2 separate regions of the Mustela erminea genome follow, and region 2 is linked to region 1. A link is a contact called in public Hi-C data. All regions are on one chromosome and are shown on one strand. The core of a region is the stretch at or near the end of the contact, and the rest is flanking DNA. Distances in the headings are between cores, read along the strand shown.

Region 1 (4,834 bases), core at 1,637-4,136:
ATACATTATCAAAATGGACAATTCGGAAATAAATAAGGATTTATAGCCAGCCCGAACACCAGTCTTCACAGTAAACATTTCAGAACCATATCTGAAGGTAGGCACATACCTGGCCTCATCCGAACCCTGCGGATATATTTTTCACCCAAGAAATTTCGGATTTCAACAAGAGAACCATTCTCCTGAATAACAACATTGATGGGGAAGTGAGCATACACAGACCTCATCTTGTATCGGAAGCCCTATCAAGAAAACAATTAGCAAAGCTGACAATTTGAAAGACAAATCCAGTTTTTAAATTTTGTAGGGTGCTTACATTATTTGTAGTTTAAAAATGAAACAGTCCTCACTTAGCACTCATTGTCAAGATTTTTTAACAGTGGTCACTTGTACCAAATCTTCCAAATTGTATACATGCTTCTGACTTTCTTCAACAGACTCTCAAGTTCTTTAAGGAAGCATTTATTTTACTACCTCCTATGACCACAGTAAACAAAGTCAGCTTTTAAAAATGAGAACCCCAGGGGCACCTGGGTGGCTCAGTGGGTTAAAGCCTCTGCCTTTGGCTCAGGTCATGATCTCAGGGTTCTGGGAGCGAGCTCCGCATCGGGCTCTCTGCTCATCGGGGAGCCTGCTTTCTCCTCTCTCTCTGCCTACTTGTGATCTGTCTGTCAAATAAATAAAATCTTAAAAAAAAAAAGAACCCCAAAGCCCTTCATCTTGGGCACTAGACTAACATTTACTGATTTACTAAGGTATACCAGTATACCAGATGACAACTCAGACAGGCCCTCTACCCTCGAGGAACTAGCCTGGTAGCCAAGAGTAAATAGGGGAAACATGACCCAACTGGCTTATAATGGAGCTGAAGGGTGCCATTATTGAGGCACATTCTGGAAGGACTGAGTTTTAATGTGAAGAAAAACATTTCAGCAAAGACAGCAAAATGAACTTTATCTTAAAGACTTGGGGGAGAGGGAATTGTAAAGAGAATAATGACAACAAAAACACTTTTAGGAAAGTAGACAGGGACCGCTGAAAGGATATCCAGCTTCTTCTGCCCCTTCAAGAGGCGTCTTTGGAGAGCGGCAGGCTAATAAGAAATCAAAACCTATCCTATGTGCTACGTTTCTATATAAAAACAAAACCAAAAACAACACCACACATCCTACCCCCCCCCCAAAAAACACCATTAGCCTACTATCAAGACCATCTGGTCTTCAGTCACATTTATCACTTAATCCTCAAGACCCACAGATGCCGATTATAAACTGCCAAGATCACCCTTCCCCAAATACCTCCATGAACTCCAGGCACAGTCTACTTTCCGCAGCAGACACTCAGGTTGCATGCACGCGTGACAGCAAAGAAGCCTCCCCTCCTGAAAGGAGGCCGTCTGACCCGCCTGCTTACCAGTGTAACCCCCTTGATCATGTTCTGCACGTGACTACAGATGGTGCGAACCGTAGCCAGCTCTTTTCTGTTCCCCCACCATTTGTCAACTCGGAGCTGAAACAGAACAAACACGTCATATGATTCCTTCCTGTAATACAGATGCCTGAGAGAAAAATCCACGTACTCAGGGAATTGCTCTGGATTCGAGCATTAGCCCCCATTAAAGCAATCACGTCTGAAGTCCTCCATTATGATCTTTTTTGATACTAGACGTCACGAAACACATTTCACAAGGGAATGCCAACCCAGAAATACTCATTTTTCAAGTTGCATGCTACTTCACTCCTAGAAAACTAAAACATCAGGCTTCCAAGACCTGCCTGGTCCCTAAAATTCCTAATACCGTGTGGGTGACAGTACTAAGATCCTGATGCTGACGACGACTACGGTACGAACACTGAGCTTTATCATCAGAATTCGCTCTCCCGACCTCACTGAAGCAGTCCCGCCGACACTAGCCACACCATCCCACACCCGATTTCAAGCTAAAACAAGGAATCTCGGTTCTGTCATTCCTACAGCCACCAAATCCGGGGTTACTACATCACTCCCTTCCACCCCAGCCACGGATGGGTCGGAAGGGGAAACAGAACACGACACCAGCCGCATCTCACCCTCTTCTTTTTCTTTCCAAGAAGACTGAGTTCTACGTTGATGTGGTTGAAGTCCCTTCGCAGGGTTCCTCTGGGGCCCTTCACGATCACCGTGCGTCCCTTCAGGGTGATGTCGACTGAAAGAGAGCATCTGTGAGGCCTCGGAACCAGGTACAAAGCAGGCAGTAAAGACCAAAAGGAGCACAAACATCAGGTCTCATACCATTCTCCGGGATGTCGACCGTCTGATTGCTGAGAATGGTCTTCATCCTGAAACACAGACCCCTGCGGTTACGAGGCCGGCGCGGGGCCTGTCTGCGGCCACACCACCCCGCACGGAGCTCCGCTGCCCCCGGAGACCCGCATGCAGAACCCCCGGGGCGGACACAAGACGACCCACCCGGAGAAAGGCCCCCGCCGAGTCCTGCCCAGGAAACCGAGGCTGCTAGACAGGGGCTATGAGCACAGCGGGCGAACTCCCGCTCGGCGCACCCCTAGCAGTCATTACGGCGGCGCCAGCCCCGCAAGGCTGAGGGGTGGGGGCAGGCCCACAAGCCCAATACAGTTCTCGAATCCCAAGGCCGCCAGATCCATATGGCGCTCGCCGCGCCGGGAAACGCCCAACACAGAGGACGCGAGCGCCAGACCCGGACCCCGGGCTTTCCCCGAGCCGATGGCTTCAGATTCCTAAAACTCACAAATTTCCGAAACAACCTCACCTCGCAGTAGATGCGGCAAAGAGAGAGCGTCTTTCGTCATCACGTTCTTGTAACCCGTCTGGGCCCTGCGTATGACGTCATGAGCGCGCGACCCTACCAGGCTAAAGCAGCCAATCGCGGAGCAGCTCAAGTACCGCTGGGTCTGTGGTGGCTCAGGTTCCTCGTCATAAACCGAGCGACGATGTGTTGATCTGTCTTTCCCAGGAATTAGTGATCCCTCGATCCTCCTAGGAAAAAAAAGAGAGGGATGTCTCTACGCTGCGGGGGCGCCGCCTGCACCGTGGGGCCCCGGGTGAGCGGCGGGTCGAGCAGGGTGCGGGCCCGGGGTGGAGGGGCTCCCATCTCTTTATTATTGCGCCCAATAATAAGGCCAGCACTTACTAGCGTTTACTTGAGCTAGACGCTGTTCTAAAAATTTTCATGTAGTATCTCATTTAATTCTACCGACACACGATCGTGTAGAGTCTCTGGTATTGGTTTGTAGGTCTCTCTGGCAGGCGATGAGAGGTTCCCCCCCTCCACCACCCCCCCCCCCGCCAACCCGCCCCGCGTATCAGAGTGATCTGAACCCTGTATTATTAGTTGGAGCTTTATAGGAGCACGGCGTTGAGCACACCAGATTCCTACTTTGTGTTCGGGTCAGTCTTTGTACTAGACACCGGTCTGGGCAGTGAGAACAAAAGCCTGTGTTCTGCCTTTAGAGGCAGAGTGATCCAATGCAGTAGCAATACCGCAGCACCCCAACAGGCATTCTTTTTTAATTGTTGAAGGTTCTCTTGCGTTGCATGTACTGACTTGTGAATTTTAGTGTTTTGGCTATCTTGTACACGTTCGTGTTCAGATCTAGAAGCCAGTGTTTTCTTATGGTCAACAAATGGACTACCGTGTTCAAACATAGAATGTAATCTAAAAAATTAAAACATTAGGTTTGGTTTCCCTCCTTCCAGTTCTTTAAAACCAACTGAGCGTTACCTCTACGTTTTAACACTATGCCTATCCAAAGCCCAGAGAGGAGAGACTTAATGCAAATTTCCTTTCATACGTCCTTGACTCGACTCAAGAGCGGAAAATTCAGAGCTGTGGCATCTCCAGTTATTGCAGTTTAAACTGTATGAAAGACAGACTTTTAGTAGTTAAGTGGGTTACATGAAAGTGTGACATGTTAGCCAGGTCCAAAGGTTTCCAGATCTGTTGTATCTCTAGCAGTAAACTGTTAGCTCCCATTCTCTTTTAGGTTTCCTTTGTTCTTGAGACTTAAATCCTAGATTCTGAGCTCCTACACAAAGCTTTTAAATTGTTCGACATAATTTCTGTATCATTTCTCTGGTTCTACCCTCACTTTTAGGTATTAAAGGAGGTTCCAACTAAGCTACTTCAAATTTCACTAAAAACATGTCCTAATGAACTCTCTTTAGATATTTGGAAGATATTTATGCAGTCCAGTCAGAGCAGTAAGTTCCTTGCCAGATAAAAAAAAGGAATTCTTACAAAATGGACCAGACCTTCAAGATTTTTTATCTGGTGATCTTGTGGACAAGAGCAAGTGGGATGAATATAAAGGAAACTTAAAACGCCAGAAGGGAGAAAGGTAATTGAAATTTTGAGATAAATTCCTTCATTGTGCATTATATTCACGTATAACCAAGCCCTGGATTATAAATTAAATCAGACTTGGCAAATTGAGCTAAAAATCATTAGAAGTGATACAGACATAGAACAGGTAAATAGCTGAAATTGTTGGAATCCTCTGTGCCTTTTGATAGTTGTTCTTCAGTCTTCCTAGGACCTAGCCATCCCATTGTGCATTCAGCATAAAATTTCTGCATAGAGCAAACATTATCACCTTGCTACTAGTCGATTTGATCTTGATGAAATTACCATTGTTACTGCGTATTGATGATCTAACTTGTTGCTTCTATGTACATATGTCCTACGGATACCTTGCCTTAATTCAAAAGAATGGTGAGGGAATTTCACAGAGGGCAGATTGTTTTGGGAGAGACCTTACCCAACAACTTTTACTCCACAAGTGGATATAAGTCAAGGGGAACCTGAGGAAACATATTC
Region 2 (4,834 bases), core at 767-3,266, 460 kb after region 1:
GCTTAGGTCTTGATCTCACAGCCCTGAGTTCAAGCCCTGCACTGAGCTCCACACTGGCCGTGGAGCCTACCTGAATGAAAGGAAGAGGAAGGAAGGAAGAGGGAAGTAAGGAAAGAAAGAAACTGGTTGAGAACCACTGCATCAAGTTGATCCCTTAATAAGAACAGCACTATCTCATAAGGCTGTGGGCACAATCTATGTCCATGCAACAGAAAAAAGGCAAAATGCTGACCAACATAAGGCTGGAACTTACAACCTCAATCTTAAGATCACCATGGCTTAAATAAGCTAACTTAAAAAGAGCTAAAATATTCTCCTGAAAACCCCTTTGAACATGTGGACCTAAATCACCTTACTTCACGTCTGAATTTTGAAGTCAGTACATTCTGTCAAAGTTTAACAATACTAAATTCATATTTAAGCTTCTGGATATTAGAAAATTGCTGACCATTTACTAAAATGGTTTGGTGATAAATCGATCTCCTTAGAAATAAACGGAAATTGGAACCCTCCTAGGCAAGCTATTGCCTCCATTTAAGGTTGTAAGCTACTCTGAACAGCATTCTCGTAAATATTTCTAGAAAAAAAGTTATTTAAAAAGCACTTAAATTCTCATGTTTGAAAAAACAAGAACATTCCTTTTAATTTCCCATGATTATATACCTACAGAACTATTCAAAGATACAGCCAAGAAAGAACAATACCTTTCAGAGAGAGTAAAAAAATGAGATGATAAAATACCTAAAAAAGCCCGGGTAGGTGAAACTGTAAAGGCCAGGCCTAGCAGTGCAGTAATACCACAGGACAGAGCACGCCCTGCCACAAACGTCTGAAGTGTGAACACTGTGTCCAGTCGCTTACCTTCAGTCGCTTGATCATTTCATCCGTGGTGATCTTGTCGGTGATCTCCTTTACCCCCGGAGGGTAAGCGATCTTCCCGTCTGCACTCACGACGCCACAGAGGGCAGTGGCAGGCTTGGGCTGCGCGGTGAAGTCCATCCTGGGGGACAACTTTTCTTTCACAGTCCTCTACCGGCCTCTATCGGTCAGAAAACAAAAGTTCAGCGAGAAAAGGGAGACTTTGTAACCTCTTTTTTCATTTCAAAAATCTCTAATCTGCAAAGGGCCCTTTCTCCGGGAAGGCCGGGGGACTCGGCGGCGGCCCCGCCTCGCGCCCCTCCCCGGGCCTGGACCCTGGTGGCCGTCCCGCCACCCCCACTCCCGCGGGCCCCGCCAGCCCCGCCAGCCCCGGGCCCACGGGGCTCTCCGGCCCCAGCGGCCGCGGGAAGCGCCGAGCAAGCGCCAGGAGTTTCCCATTCCGCCGTTCACAATGAAATCCACCCCCAAGCACCGAGGTCCGAAGTTTGGCAGCATCCCGAGCCCGGCGAGGCCCTCACGGCCCCTGCTCGGTCGGAGAGAAGCTCCGAGTCCCCGCCCGGCCAGTCCTCTCCGGGAAAGGAGACGCGAGGCCTATAGGGCTCGGCTTAGGCCGCAAAACTAGGGACTCAACCCGACCCACACGCAACGGTGGCTCCGGGAAACGAACGCCTTCGCCGGGCCGAGCTTCGGGACCCCCGGCGTCCCCGCCACACTCCCGCCCCTCCCCTGTCCCGCGGGAGGGGAAAACAAGCCGCCCTCCACCCCAAACCCCACGCCAGGAAGCGGCTGACGCGGCTCCGCACTTCACATTTTGTTCCTTCAACTTCGGCGGAGGGGCCCCGGCGGCTTCTCTCGACCCCGACTGCTCGGCGCCGTCCGGCGCTGCCGAGGCCTTACTGGCACCTCCGGGCAGCCCCGCCGGGCCTCGGTCCCGCGCCCCCCCCCAACCCGCCCGCTCTGGTCTCCCCTTCCGTCCCCTCCCTCCACCAACCGAGGGCGGGAGCCGAGCCGCCGCCGCCTTTACCTCCTCCTCCTCATGCGGGCGGAAGGTGCATCGAGCTCCCGGGCCTCTGTCAGGTGGTTGCGCCGCCGCCCCTCGTCGGGCTGCACACAAAGCGGCTCCGCGGGTCCCGCCGCCGCCGCCGCCCGCCCCGGAGCGGCGCTGGGGCTGGCGGTGCCGAGGAGGAGCAGCCGCCGCGGGGGGAGACGCGGGGCGAGTGTGTGCTGGGCGGGGAGACACTGCCGCTCTCCGTCTGGCCGAGGAAGAGCAGCCTCCGAGAAGGCTCCTCCGGGAGCGTGTGCGCCCGTGTCCGCCCGAGACCCCCGCGGCCCGCCCGCCCGCACCTCGCGCCGGCCGGGTCCGCCGACCGGGACCCGGACGCCCCTCGCAGCGGCGCGCGCCCGGCCGTCCGTGCCCCCGGGAGCCGGCCCTTCGCGCACACACCAGCCGGTCACGCGAGCGGTGCGAGAGCACGCGAGAGCAGGGCGCGCGCCTCGCTCCCTCCCCTTCCTCCGCCGGCCGTGCCTCCGCCTCCCTCGGGCCTGAGGCGGCCGCGCGCGGGGCGGACAGCGCCGCCACCCGGTTGGCGCCAAGACTTGTCGCGCGGAGCGCCTCTGGGAGGATTGGACCCAAAGGGCAGGCCGAGGAGGGGCCCCTGTGGCGGGAAGAGAACCCGGTCCCAGAGGCCCCTGTGAGGGCAGGCAAGACGAGATGAGCTTTACGTTACGCCGCGAAGATGAGTTCATGACTTTTGGGGGTCATCCTGAGAGGCATGGACGGAACCGCTTGAAAGACGGTTAATTACTCGGTGAAAATGAACTGATTTCCTCCCCAGGAACAGAAGATCTGCAAACTGAGGAAAAGTTTTACAACATGGCACGACGTGAGCTACTCATTCTTGTTCTTTCTGAAAGCCACAGGAGTTTTTGCCTTCCCCTCTTTGCATTTCTAAAATTAATAGTTTGAAAGATAGAAAATACGAAAGTAGCTTTGAGTCGAATAGTGCTCAAAGAATGGTCTGAAACGTCGGTTCCTGGGCTCCACTCCTAAACCTAGAGAACAAGGATCTCGGAGTGACACCCAGAAGTAAGCGTATTTGCAAATTAGCTAGATGGTTCTTGTGAATATGAAAATAAAAATATTTCTTAAAAAATGTTTTAAATATACCCAGAATAACTTTTTGTTTTATCCAAAGGAACAGCCAATGCAGTGGGTTTGAACAGTTTAATGTTAAAAAAATAAAAAAGGCAAATGAACCTCAGGTGCTCATGTATCAGAAGATGAAGCTGAAAAAAGAATGGAATAATAGGAAATAGCATTCAGCTTTTGAAACTGATCACTACCATAGTTTAAAATTATATTCGGTTGTATTCGATTATTATTTTTGATGAATATCCGCTGGTCTTTTCCACATCCTTTACTTGGTCTGAAAAATATTAAAGGTAATGTACTCACTGAATTGTTTTTCAGATATTACACAAGGGAGCTCTCATCTTGGAATGGAACTGGCCATAGTTGCTCATTTGCTAGAACTACCCAAAAGTCAGTGCTTTGTTCTTGGGCATTTAGAGTAGCAGACAATCCATTTAAGTTCATCTTCATCCAAACAACTGAACTTACCAAAACCTACTCTCTTTTAAGTGCTCTCTCTCAAAGTGGTTTTTTTTTTTAAAATCTGTCACAAATAACAGAAGAGTGATGCTTTTCATTTTCTTTTTTTATCCGAGTAATTTACCCGTTATTAAATGGAATTTTATATATGCTTTTAAGTTTTAATTTTACACAATTTATGATTTTTTAATATGTTTGACTTTATAAACACTCACAAGATTAGTAAGCCCTAAGGATTACAACCCGTAAGAAAACAAAATTTAGGGGCGCCTGGATGGCTTAGTTGGCTAAGGGACCGCCTCTTGATTTTGGCTCAGGTCATGGTCCCAGGGTTGTGAGATTAAGCCTGGTATTGGGCTCTGCACTGCATGGAGCCTGCTTTAGAGTCTCCTTTTTTTTTTTTTAAAGATTTAATTTATTTATTTGACAGACAGAGATCACAAGTAGGCAGAGAGGCGGGGCGGGGGGGGGGGGGGTGTCCCTGGACCCTGGGATCATGACCTGAGCGGAAGGCAGCGTCAACCAACTGAGTCACCCAGGTGCCCTAGATTCTCCATTATTTCTCCCTCTCTTTCTGCTCCCCCAAACCCCCCAAAATAAATAAATAAATAGAATTTATACAATTCTGAAAAATAGGAATTCTGAAATCTCTGCTTTTAACCTCCTTTCTTAAACATTTGTCTCCACTTGCTATATATGAGAAGGGATACATTTATTTGTGCAATAATTATAGAGTGCCTGCTATGCAAGACATTGTTTTGGGCATTTAGAAAAAATTGGTAGTGGAGAGGGGAACAGAAATTCCTGCCTACCCTAATGAAACTTAATTTGTTTGGGAAGAGGTAGACAAGAGAATAAATAAATTGTTATGGAGAAAAATGGAGTAGAAGAGGAATGCAGATCACATGTAGCCTTTTAGGCCCTTGGTCTTTGGAAGGACTTTGGCTTGTACTATGACTGAAATGGGGGAATTATTGAAGTATTTTAAACAGAGAAGTGACATGATATGATTTATGTTCCATGAGCAAGGCAACCTTGGGCAAATTACTTAGTCTTCCTGTGCCTTATTTTCTTCTCATCTGTAAAACAGATATAATAGTTTCTATCTCTGAGGGTCATTATGAGGAATAAATAAGTTGACATTTGTAAAGTGCCTAGAATTGGAACTGGTACATACCCAGCTCTACATAAGTGCGCTTTCTCTCTCTTTCTCTCTCTCTCTCTTTCTCTCTCTCTCTCTATCTATATATAATGAAAGAATCATTCTAGCTGCTGGGTTGAAAACAATGTAGAAATGCAAGTATAGAATTAGGGTAACCAAGTATAAGACAACTACAAAAATCC

Evidence for each region. Hi-C and Micro-C count contacts between places; a contact is called where the count stands out from the background.
Region 2: a contact with region 1 is called in a Hi-C map of spleen, with 6 times the contacts expected there. The contact joins the promoter of PDS5A here to the promoter of LIAS in region 1. A contact is called at or near these places in 2 of 3 Hi-C or Micro-C datasets (skeletal muscle and spleen).

Annotation. Positions count from the first base shown.
Region 1 is chr2:130,225,500-130,230,333 of mMusErm1.Pri, forward strand. It overlaps LIAS (lipoyl synthase, mitochondrial), which reads left to right and starts at 2,887. Exons shown (of 8, transcript XM_032334117.1): 1 at 2,887-3,059; 2 at 4,183-4,355. The coding sequence starts at 3,015. RPL9 (60S ribosomal protein L9) reads right to left here and starts at 2,839. Exons shown (of 8, transcript XM_032334118.1): 1 at 2,768-2,839; 2 at 2,272-2,318; 3 at 2,070-2,185; 4 at 1,414-1,509; 5 at 110-242. The coding sequence starts at 2,317.
Region 2 is chr2:130,685,527-130,690,360 of mMusErm1.Pri, forward strand. It overlaps PDS5A (sister chromatid cohesion protein PDS5 homolog A), which reads right to left and starts at 2,017. Exons shown (of 33, transcript XM_032334124.1): 1 at 1,904-2,017; 2 at 862-1,039. The coding sequence starts at 999.